2 separate regions of the Drosophila melanogaster genome follow, and region 2 is linked to region 1. The links are chromatin contacts, called in public Hi-C maps. All regions are on one chromosome and are shown on one strand. The core of a region is the stretch at or near the end of the contact, and the rest is flanking DNA. Distances in the headings are between cores, read along the strand shown. Region 1 holds the start of CG11357. Region 2 holds the start of CG32246.

The links. Hi-C and Micro-C count contacts between places; a contact is called where the count stands out from the background.
Region 2: a contact with region 1 is called in a Hi-C map of the Kc167 cell line, with 5 times the contacts expected there. A contact is called at or near these places in 25 of 107 Hi-C or Micro-C datasets (the Clone 8 cell line, the D17-c3 cell line, the Kc167 cell line and 9 more) and 6 of 7 datasets of targeted methods (the Kc167 cell line and the S2 cell line).

Annotation. Positions count from the first base shown.
Region 1 is chr3L:4,540,048-4,544,435 of dm6, reverse strand. It overlaps CG11357, which reads right to left and starts at 2,385. Exons shown (of 4, transcript NM_001259697.2): 1 at 2,332-2,385; 2 at 1,529-1,793. It overlaps CG32243, which reads left to right and starts at 3,192. Exons shown (of 6, transcript NM_168094.3): 1 at 3,192-3,371; 2 at 3,425-3,513; 3 at 3,589-3,723; 4 at 3,783-4,141; 5 at 4,206-4,351. The coding sequence starts at 3,268.
Region 2 is chr3L:4,619,340-4,623,727 of dm6, reverse strand. CG32246 reads right to left here and starts at 2,509. Exons shown (of 1, transcript NM_168098.3): 1 at 743-2,509. The coding sequence starts at 2,463. The coding sequence ends at 766. The region is part of intron 2 of Src64B (Src oncogene at 64B); the gene reads left to right.

The sequences.
Region 1 (4,388 bases), core at 1,136-3,635:
ACACAAAATTCTGTGAAACTTGCTACATGCAGATTACTTTTCGCATATCTTAGAAAAGCATGAATAAGTCGAGTGGAGAAACCCAAAAGGAAGTAGAAAACAGTTGAAAGATTAAGTTGTGAGACATAAGGATGTTATTTCATAAACGTACTGTTTAGGATCGCAAATCGCTCGAAATTCGGGTATTAATAATGAATAGCAGTTCGTACGTGTCGAAAATTTCGGCGCGGCAAGGGGGAGTAAAAGAGAAAGCAAAAAGCTGAAAACGTTGACGTGACGTTACGTCGGCGGAGAATCTCGGGGTCACTGTACGGACCAATAAAAGTAACACCGCCGACGTCTAACGCCTCGCACCGCCGGTTATCAGTGGGCCAGAAGGCGCAAACGGGTGAAAAGCGGTGACAGCAGCTGATAGGCAAACAAACAGTCAAGCAAAGCGTATACAACGTTATTTTGCGCCACTGAAAAAAGCGTTAAAGCCCATTCGACAGAGACGGCCGATCGAGGGGAGATGAATGTGGGAAAAAGAGAGAGCGAGAGCTTCTCGCGGAAGCTGGCGCAATTAAAAATCAGAGCTTCGCCAACGAGCATGTGATTGAAAATTTGAAGCGCCAATGCAAACAATGAACTTTAAACTGAACGGAATGATTGTAATTCCTTATAAGCCATAGTGCTCAATAAATTAAACATTAATTTAAAGTACACGTGTTAAATGTCTATTAGCGAAAATCACACAAAAATCGATTTAGATCCAAAATATCGCCCTTAGAGATATGGTGCTATCTTAGTGGGACTCGAACACGGTCTTCTTAGCGACTTCTTCTTCAGATAACAAATCTATTGAATATGTAATAAGTTGAATACATATGACTTGATTGATATCAGGAAAAATTGATATAGAAATGGGTTATTTTTTATTGATAAGCGGTGTATCGGAACTAGTGAGATTTCCACTGTACCTAAGTGATGAGGTAAACACTCTCGCAGTCTTGGGCAAACATTCAGACGGGAGCGAGGCGCACAGAAAGATAGGAAGAGGGAGACGGAGCGAGGCGGCACAGTGGGACAGGCCAAGGACAACGAGTTGAAAAAGGCGAAAAGGAGCAGACGAGCCAAAACGGAGGACAACAAACAGGCATGCGTGCCACTGTGCCTGAACTTGTTCAAGGTCAGTCCTCAGCGACAGCGACGTGCTAACAAAAAGCGAAGAAAATTCATGTTGGAAAAAAGCACAAAAGAAGAGCACACAACAACAACGCCTCTTAAAGGCGAAGAAAAGAGCGAAAGAAGAGATAGATGCGTATATAAAAAACAAAAAAAAAAAACGCTACCCACACATGAAAGAGAGTGAGCGAGAGAGCAAGTGTCCCTCCCCGCAGCAACAATGACAACAATAGGATACTGTTCAATGGATGCTGATAAGCAAAAGTAAAAGACAAAACCCCTCGAAATCTGGAGAGATAGTATCCAAGCACTCGCATAATTAATTTCATACATTTTATGCTTTTTTTTATGTATTAATAGTCACCTGCTGGTTGTTCGCCTGGCTGCTTCCTCATTAGCCAGTCAGTCGAATCCTTGCGGGAGAGCGAGGGAAATGGCAACAAATGTGCGTTTTTAATTAATTTCCATGTGAAGCACTCACGCACACTTACACACACCCATCGCTTTGGGTAACAGTTCAAAAACAGAGTTAGAGCGAAAGAGACACCAATTGGGAGTGCTAATTCAACACACACGCGCACGCAGCACTTAATTTGTATAGATTTTTGGCATCAATTTGTTGTTGGCAGCTGGAATAAATTTACTTAACTTAACACAATTTTCAAGCTTGCACACAACCACACCAACACGAACACCTATACAGACGCGGCGAAAAGAAATGCAAAAGGAGATGAAGAGGAAGAAGAAGAAGCAGGCTGAAGGATGCTGGGCCTGGATTTCTCTTTCCTTTTTTCGCTGCCCAAAAAGGCGTTGACAGCGCTTTTATTCACTTTTAATTCATTTAACGATGGTGTTGTCCGACTTTAATTGTTTATGCGCTTGGGTTTTTTAAGAAAAACTGAATAAAAAACGGAATAACCGCCGTCACTCGTCGAAAAATTCTCGGCGCGGCTATTGTTCACTTATTATCATGTCATATTTTCCAACTGATTTGAAAGACAGTATTTTAGAGAATAAGTATACCGAGCGAGTTATCAGCGACGTGTGCAATTTTTATGCACTTTTTTAATATTTTAAGTGGAAAATAAAACACAGAGCGTTTCAGAGGGCGCTAAATTGTTTTTTGCCCGTTCGGAACTGAGTAACTGAGAAGCGTAGCGTTATTACCAGTCTTTTTCTTCTTTTTTGTTGCTGCCCCGTTCGAATTTCTCTCGCACTGTTAGCCGCTCTCAGTTGCTGTTAAAGCGGCGAAATTCACTGTTATATTTAACAGAGGCGTTGTTGTTAGTTGTAAAGAAGGGCTGTTAAGGGGAGTTGGCTTCATAAAACTTTTTGAATATTCAGAGTTAAAGAAATCTAGTTTTTAACAATATTTGTATCAAAACACATTTAAAAATATTAACATGTTCAGTATTAATATATATTATTTAAGTATAAATTTCAAAAACCCCAGGCATAAGATTTTATATACACCACTGGAATGTTAACTGAAAGCGGGAGATAGGGATGGAACTCAAGCATCGACACGCGTTTAAAATTTGGGGTGACCATTTCTATCGCTTTCTCATCTAGCTTGCCTAGATTTTCAAGATCCATCTGCCAAAATTGCTATCGATTAAAGTGCATCGGCTCAGTCGCCATTCGTAAGTTGTAAATTACGAAGAAACGCAATGATAATTGATTCAACCGATAGGAAACCTATTTTAACTTAACATTAAGATTTTAACTTTTTAAATTGCACTAATATCGTTATCAGCCAACTAAATTTTGTAATTACTTAATTACTTAATAACAAAAATTAGAATAATATTTAATTCGTTGAGTAATAATGCCTTTTATGAAACCTAATTATTTACAAACAGTCGAATGTAAACAATATTGGGGTGATCATAAACATTAAGAGATATACATTTTGATAAGTGTTTTATTTAATGTTTATTTAAATTACAAATATCCCTAATATGACTGGTAAATACATCATATTACTTAGATAGTGACAGTTCGTCAGCACTGACTATCGATAGCCGCCTTTTGTTGCAACTTCCATCTTCTACGTGCAACAGAAGAAGTTCTAGAAATAAGCAGGAATAAAAGTTTGCAAAAATGAGTGCTCCAAAAGGGGACGGAAACTTAGTTCCCACAGTCAGAGAAGTGCAGCAAAAGTTTGCCGACATCCTGGGCCATGGCAACGATATAACCTGGGATCTGTAAGTAGGATTCATCCGAAAAAATTGCAAATTATAAAGCTCAAGGTTTGCAGAATATCGTCGGGTCAAGAAAACATATTGAAGGCAAAGCTGTCTCTGCTGAATTTCGATTCTAACATGTTTCATGCGATCTGGAGTTATAGTGAGTTATAGTTATAGTAAAATTAATAATATATTCCAAATAAGCGTCATTATGTTATCTACTTTCTCATATCAGGAAAATACTCCAAAGGGCAGTCACTCACGTCTTTATTTTTTGTGATGGTTGTCAATAATGTATATGATCCCAAGCTGGCCGAAGAAAGTAGATCCTGGCGCCTGTATCCGGTGTTTCGATGCCGACGATGCGTGGGTAAGCTCGATAGTTATAAGTAAATCGAGAAATGTATTATATTTTTTTATTTGTACAAGATGAAACTGGACATTCCAGCAACATTGACTGTTGCATGTCATATGTGTCACAGTACTCAATGTCTGATTCCTGGAACCGATTTGTGACCCATACGGGGTTTGCCGCAGGTCTAATGGTCACCCCGTATCTTGGAGTTTACAAGCAAACCGATGGTCGCGTTGAGCTAAAAACGTATACTACCACTCAGATATGGCACCCAAATAAGAAAGATATACCAATAACACCCGAATCGTTGAAAAAAGCATCCAGTGTGACTAATAAACTTAGAAAAATCATCATACATTCAGTTCCATTTCTGGTTTATCCTGAAGAGGTTTTCGACTTCTGCGCCAGTGAAAAGATGCTTTCGTCGATTTTGGTATAAACTTCATATTTCATTAACATACATTCGAATTTGTTTAAATTGTTTGTCTTTCATGTAGAATCCTCATAGTTCTACACAATCTGGTGATGTGGCTGGTCTATCCGATTCCTTAGTATTATTTACGAATAATCTGTACAATTCACGCCTTGAATCGCTGATGAATAATAATAATAATGATCCCAGCATTTTTGTTAATCAGCAACGGTAGGTATCAAAGGATTCATATTGCTCGCAAATCTAA
Region 2 (4,388 bases), core at 1,260-3,759, 79 kb before region 1:
ATGGCAATCGCAAAATGCTCTCAAACAAGTAAATCTGCTTAGCTCGACTAACGGCAAACTTGTTGAGATCTTTTCATTTCTCTATTTTGCTCGCAGTTCGCTCGCTGTTGTTGTTCTTCTTCAAATTTCCTATTTTGCACACAAAGCGTTTTACATGATACGGACGACCACAAAGGCATAGAGTCAATCGAAAAGGGGAGCGGGTGGTGGATGAAGGGGATAACACAGCGTGGGAGGTGCAATAAGGAGAATCCAAACGAATAAAAAGTAGTCAAAGCAACAGAAGTGGAGACGGAAGAAGCGGAACAAGTAGAAAACTCAATTGTTCATCGCTCTCTTTTAGCTCCTCCTTTGTTCCTTTCCCTGCCAGCTGTGCGTGTATGTGTGCGTGTTTGGCCACTTAGCCAGCAAACAATGCGCACAGCAGCAACGTTTTATTGATAAGAACTGAAAGGAGGAGAAAAGGCGATGGAAGTGAAGAGAGGAGAGCGGCGAAGGCGAGGAAAAGTGGAAAGTGCGTGGCAAGTGCGACAAAAAAGAATTAATGTAGAGATGATTGCCTGAGTGGAGAAAATTTCAAGTGGATTTTCCCTTTGATTGCCAGAAAATTACTACTTTTGAGAATTTTCAAATAAGATCTTAAAGATGCAGTATTGATTGAAAACTCTTAAAAATGCTATTTTCGGTAGCTCATACTTACATAGAAACTTTATTCAATAAAGCAAGCAAAATAAACCAATTTAAAAACGCGAAATGTAAACAAACTTAGGGTATCAACTCCATTCTCCTTCTAAATGTATTCCTCAACCTATCGTCGTCGAAAATGTAGTCCATATATGGACTAAAGGTAAACAGCATTTTGTATAAACAGCGGTTTATGGCCTTCATAAAACGATCATGGCTGGAGCAAAGTTTTCCTCTCACCTTCATTTCCTTAGCCTCGTTCAGCTTTTCCTCCACCTTTAATAAATACACCAGAATGCGATCCACATCGCTTTCAATGTAGACGAATTTGTCTTCCTTGAAGAGTCTTACGCAGATGCTGACGAGTCCTTGAAGGATCCAAACAAGAGGTTCCCCACACAGCAGCACATGATTTAGATTGGCCAGAGGATCTAGGTCGTACAAGTAGCTATAGTACTGCGATACAATTGGCAATCGAAACCATAAACCTTTCCGTATGCTGTGGACACAAAAACGTTTTGGCGGAGGAGTCGGTTTTACCAATAAACGAATTTGAGGACACTTGGGTTTATTGTTCTTTAGCAAATGACAGATCTTAATGGGCGTAGCCGGCTCCAAACAGGAATCCATCCGGGCTAGAAATGCATCTACCATTTCCAGTATAATGTCGCGTAACTCTCTCCAATTTCGATTTCCTAGACCAATTTCCATTTTAAACAAATCAAGGTACAAGCTACCCGACATGGCGGCATAAAAATCACGGGCTGCCAGCAATTGAAATCCATAGATTTCCGTAGTGTCCAGAGCCATTGCTACTGGTATTGAAAATGTATAGCGTTGCATATCCTTGGGCATTGGTTTCATACGCATTGTGCAGAAAAAGTATTGAAAGCGGTCCCATATCAGATTAAATAGATTGATACCTGTACACTTGTGCAGTGCTCTTAAATCACAAATCAGTGATAGTTTTCGCTGCAAAACCAGGCCATAAAATTTCGGAACGATATTTAGTTTGAACAGGATCAGTGTGGCTAGTAACCAAGCTTGAAAAAGTCTTTGAGGTTGCGTTATAATAACACAACATCCAATGGTCACTCCGCCTAATTCGGTAGTGTCCAGGAAACCCATGGTTGGCCAGTAGATGACGGTAAATAATAAAGTTGGAACGATAGCTGCTTTAGCAGAAGTCTTTAATTGGTGACACCACATTTGAAGCAGACACTTCTTTATGTCCAAATGCACAATGGGTAATGGGAATCTTCGAAGGCATCTTCCCTGACTCTTATGGTAATAGGAAATACCACAAAAGCAGCCAAAGGTCATGAGGTAATACCAGGATCCTCCTAGCAAGTAATTCCCATTGTTCAAGTCCACAAAGGATGCATAAAGCCAGCTGGTAGTCATGGTTATAGAGAGTATCGATGCAATCAGCCCAAGCCTTATAGGAAACTCGTAGGTTATTCTTAAAATGTTATTTTTGAAGCATCGGGGATTGTTATAATGTATGTGGCACAATACCAAACCAAATCCCATCGTGCTCACTCGTATGAGCAACATTAGTACCGAGGAATACACCGAAAACAGAGTCCATCTCAGGATTTCAGTGACGGAAACCAGTGGACGCATCACCTCGAACAAATTGATGGCTACGAAAATCGTCAGCATCTGATAGTCCAGCCATGAGCAGAGTAATGTGGCAAATAGGAACCGATATAGCAATATCTTCTTGATCTTAAGGGGTAGCAACTGATAATATTGGGGCAACTTCACCTTCCACATATTTGCGTATGGATTTTGATTTGATTTGGTGAATAGTTGATTCTATATACTACGACTACTGAGCTGCAACTTTTAACCTTCTTTCCGTCAATTTACTGTCTCAATTGACATAGTTCCCAAGTCGGTTGGCCTGGTCATCAATCTATTTAATGGGCTGCCGTTGACCTAACTTACGCCCATTGTAGACCCCCTGTTGTCCCTATTTCGTAAAAGTTCAAAAGTTTTTATGCCAATTTAAAGTTTTCCTCTCTATATACCCTTACGAGGGCTAGCCATAATCAAGGCAGCGATTTGGTAACGGCAGAAAGGAAGTGTATTGAAACTTGTGTCTCTAATTTACCAAACTAATTCAAAACATTAAGTCTTCGTTTTCAAGCATGAACTTTTGAAAGTGAATAGTAGCCATCTAATAAATTGTTTTTATATGATTCTATAAATTTTATTGTAATATATGTTCAAATGTTCTGCTATCTATTACCACTAATTTATTTAAGTATGTCAAGCTTCAATTCCCTGGTGAAATATTTTTCAGAATAGCTGTTGCTTACGTTTTATTTTTTGCCATTCAGGTGGACAAGTCAGCCAGGACTAAGTGCATCTAAAAATAAAGTTGTTGCCGCTGCAGGCACAACATTGCATTTTGCAATTGTTTTTATTCAGCGAGCGCCACTTTATTGGAGCTCTGCCACCTGCGGGGGGATAAATGCTTGGGTTAGCTGCTCCCAGCTAAAGTTCTAATTTATGTCGCTAAGTTTTTGCTGGCAAAAGAAAAGTTTGCAGTCACATTTAATGGTCAAAGCTTCAGGCGCAATTTCCAACGGGCGAAGAGAGCGTATTTCGAACGGGAACTGGACACGGACATGGAAATGGACATGGACATGGCAGAGGATGTTGCTCCGTCCCCACTTTTTTTTTGTTTGTTTGCCATTTCGGCCTGTGTGTGTGTGTGTGTGTGACCGCCTAACCCAAAAGCTGGCCAGGAGTGGAGCGAGGCCCGGGGCCAATTAGATTTATGGGATTAGCACAGGTCGTTGGCTATAAAACACTCGCATGCTTGCAACGGGGCGAAATCAACGTGAAAATCGAGTCCATGTGGATGAGAATGAGGATCCATTTGGAAACACACACCCGTTCGCAAATGGAACCTGAAGCGATGGGATATGTGTGAGCACTGAGAGAAATTTGTGTAGGCTTACTCAATTCAATTGCCAGCTTTTATGCTGATTTGTCTTTAGAGAATAAATAAGCGATTCCTTTGAGAACTTTTTTTTTTCAAGTGATCACTGGGAGTATAATTAGCACAAATTAAAGGGAGTTTCGTGCAATATTTTCTCTGTGGACACTGCAAACATTTGCATTGTTGTGTCCTGTTGAGCTCCTCTATATTTCTCCCTCGCTCTCTCTTTCTCTCTCTGCCCATATATCTCTCCCTATCTGTCTGCATGCAGCTTCGGTTTGAGCCAACTCCCCACTTACCACACACGCACACTTCACCGCTTACCTTCGCCGAACATCCGGTGGGCAACAAAACATTGTTTCATCCCATAAACCGCCGCCAACTTTTGCATCGGTGGTGGTTTTTTTTTCGCTCTCGCACTCGGCGAGCTTTGTTCCGGCCTTCCGTTCCGTTCCCTCGGCGTCCTCCTCACCTTCCGCCGCCCATCGCCACACCACGTCCTGTTCGCCTTGCCATTGAGCGGCCGCGACGATGACGCGTGCTCCTGGCCCATGCCCAGAACCACGTACCGCCGCACACATTTCCGGACTCAGGCGGACTGTTTTTGTGCCCTTGGAAGAGGGTATGATGATTATAAGAGAATATTTTAGTGTAATATAATAATCGTGGAATGTTATCGAAGTTATCAAATGTTGTCGAATGTTATCGAAGTACGATGTTCTGAACATCCTACGAAGTTCTAATGATC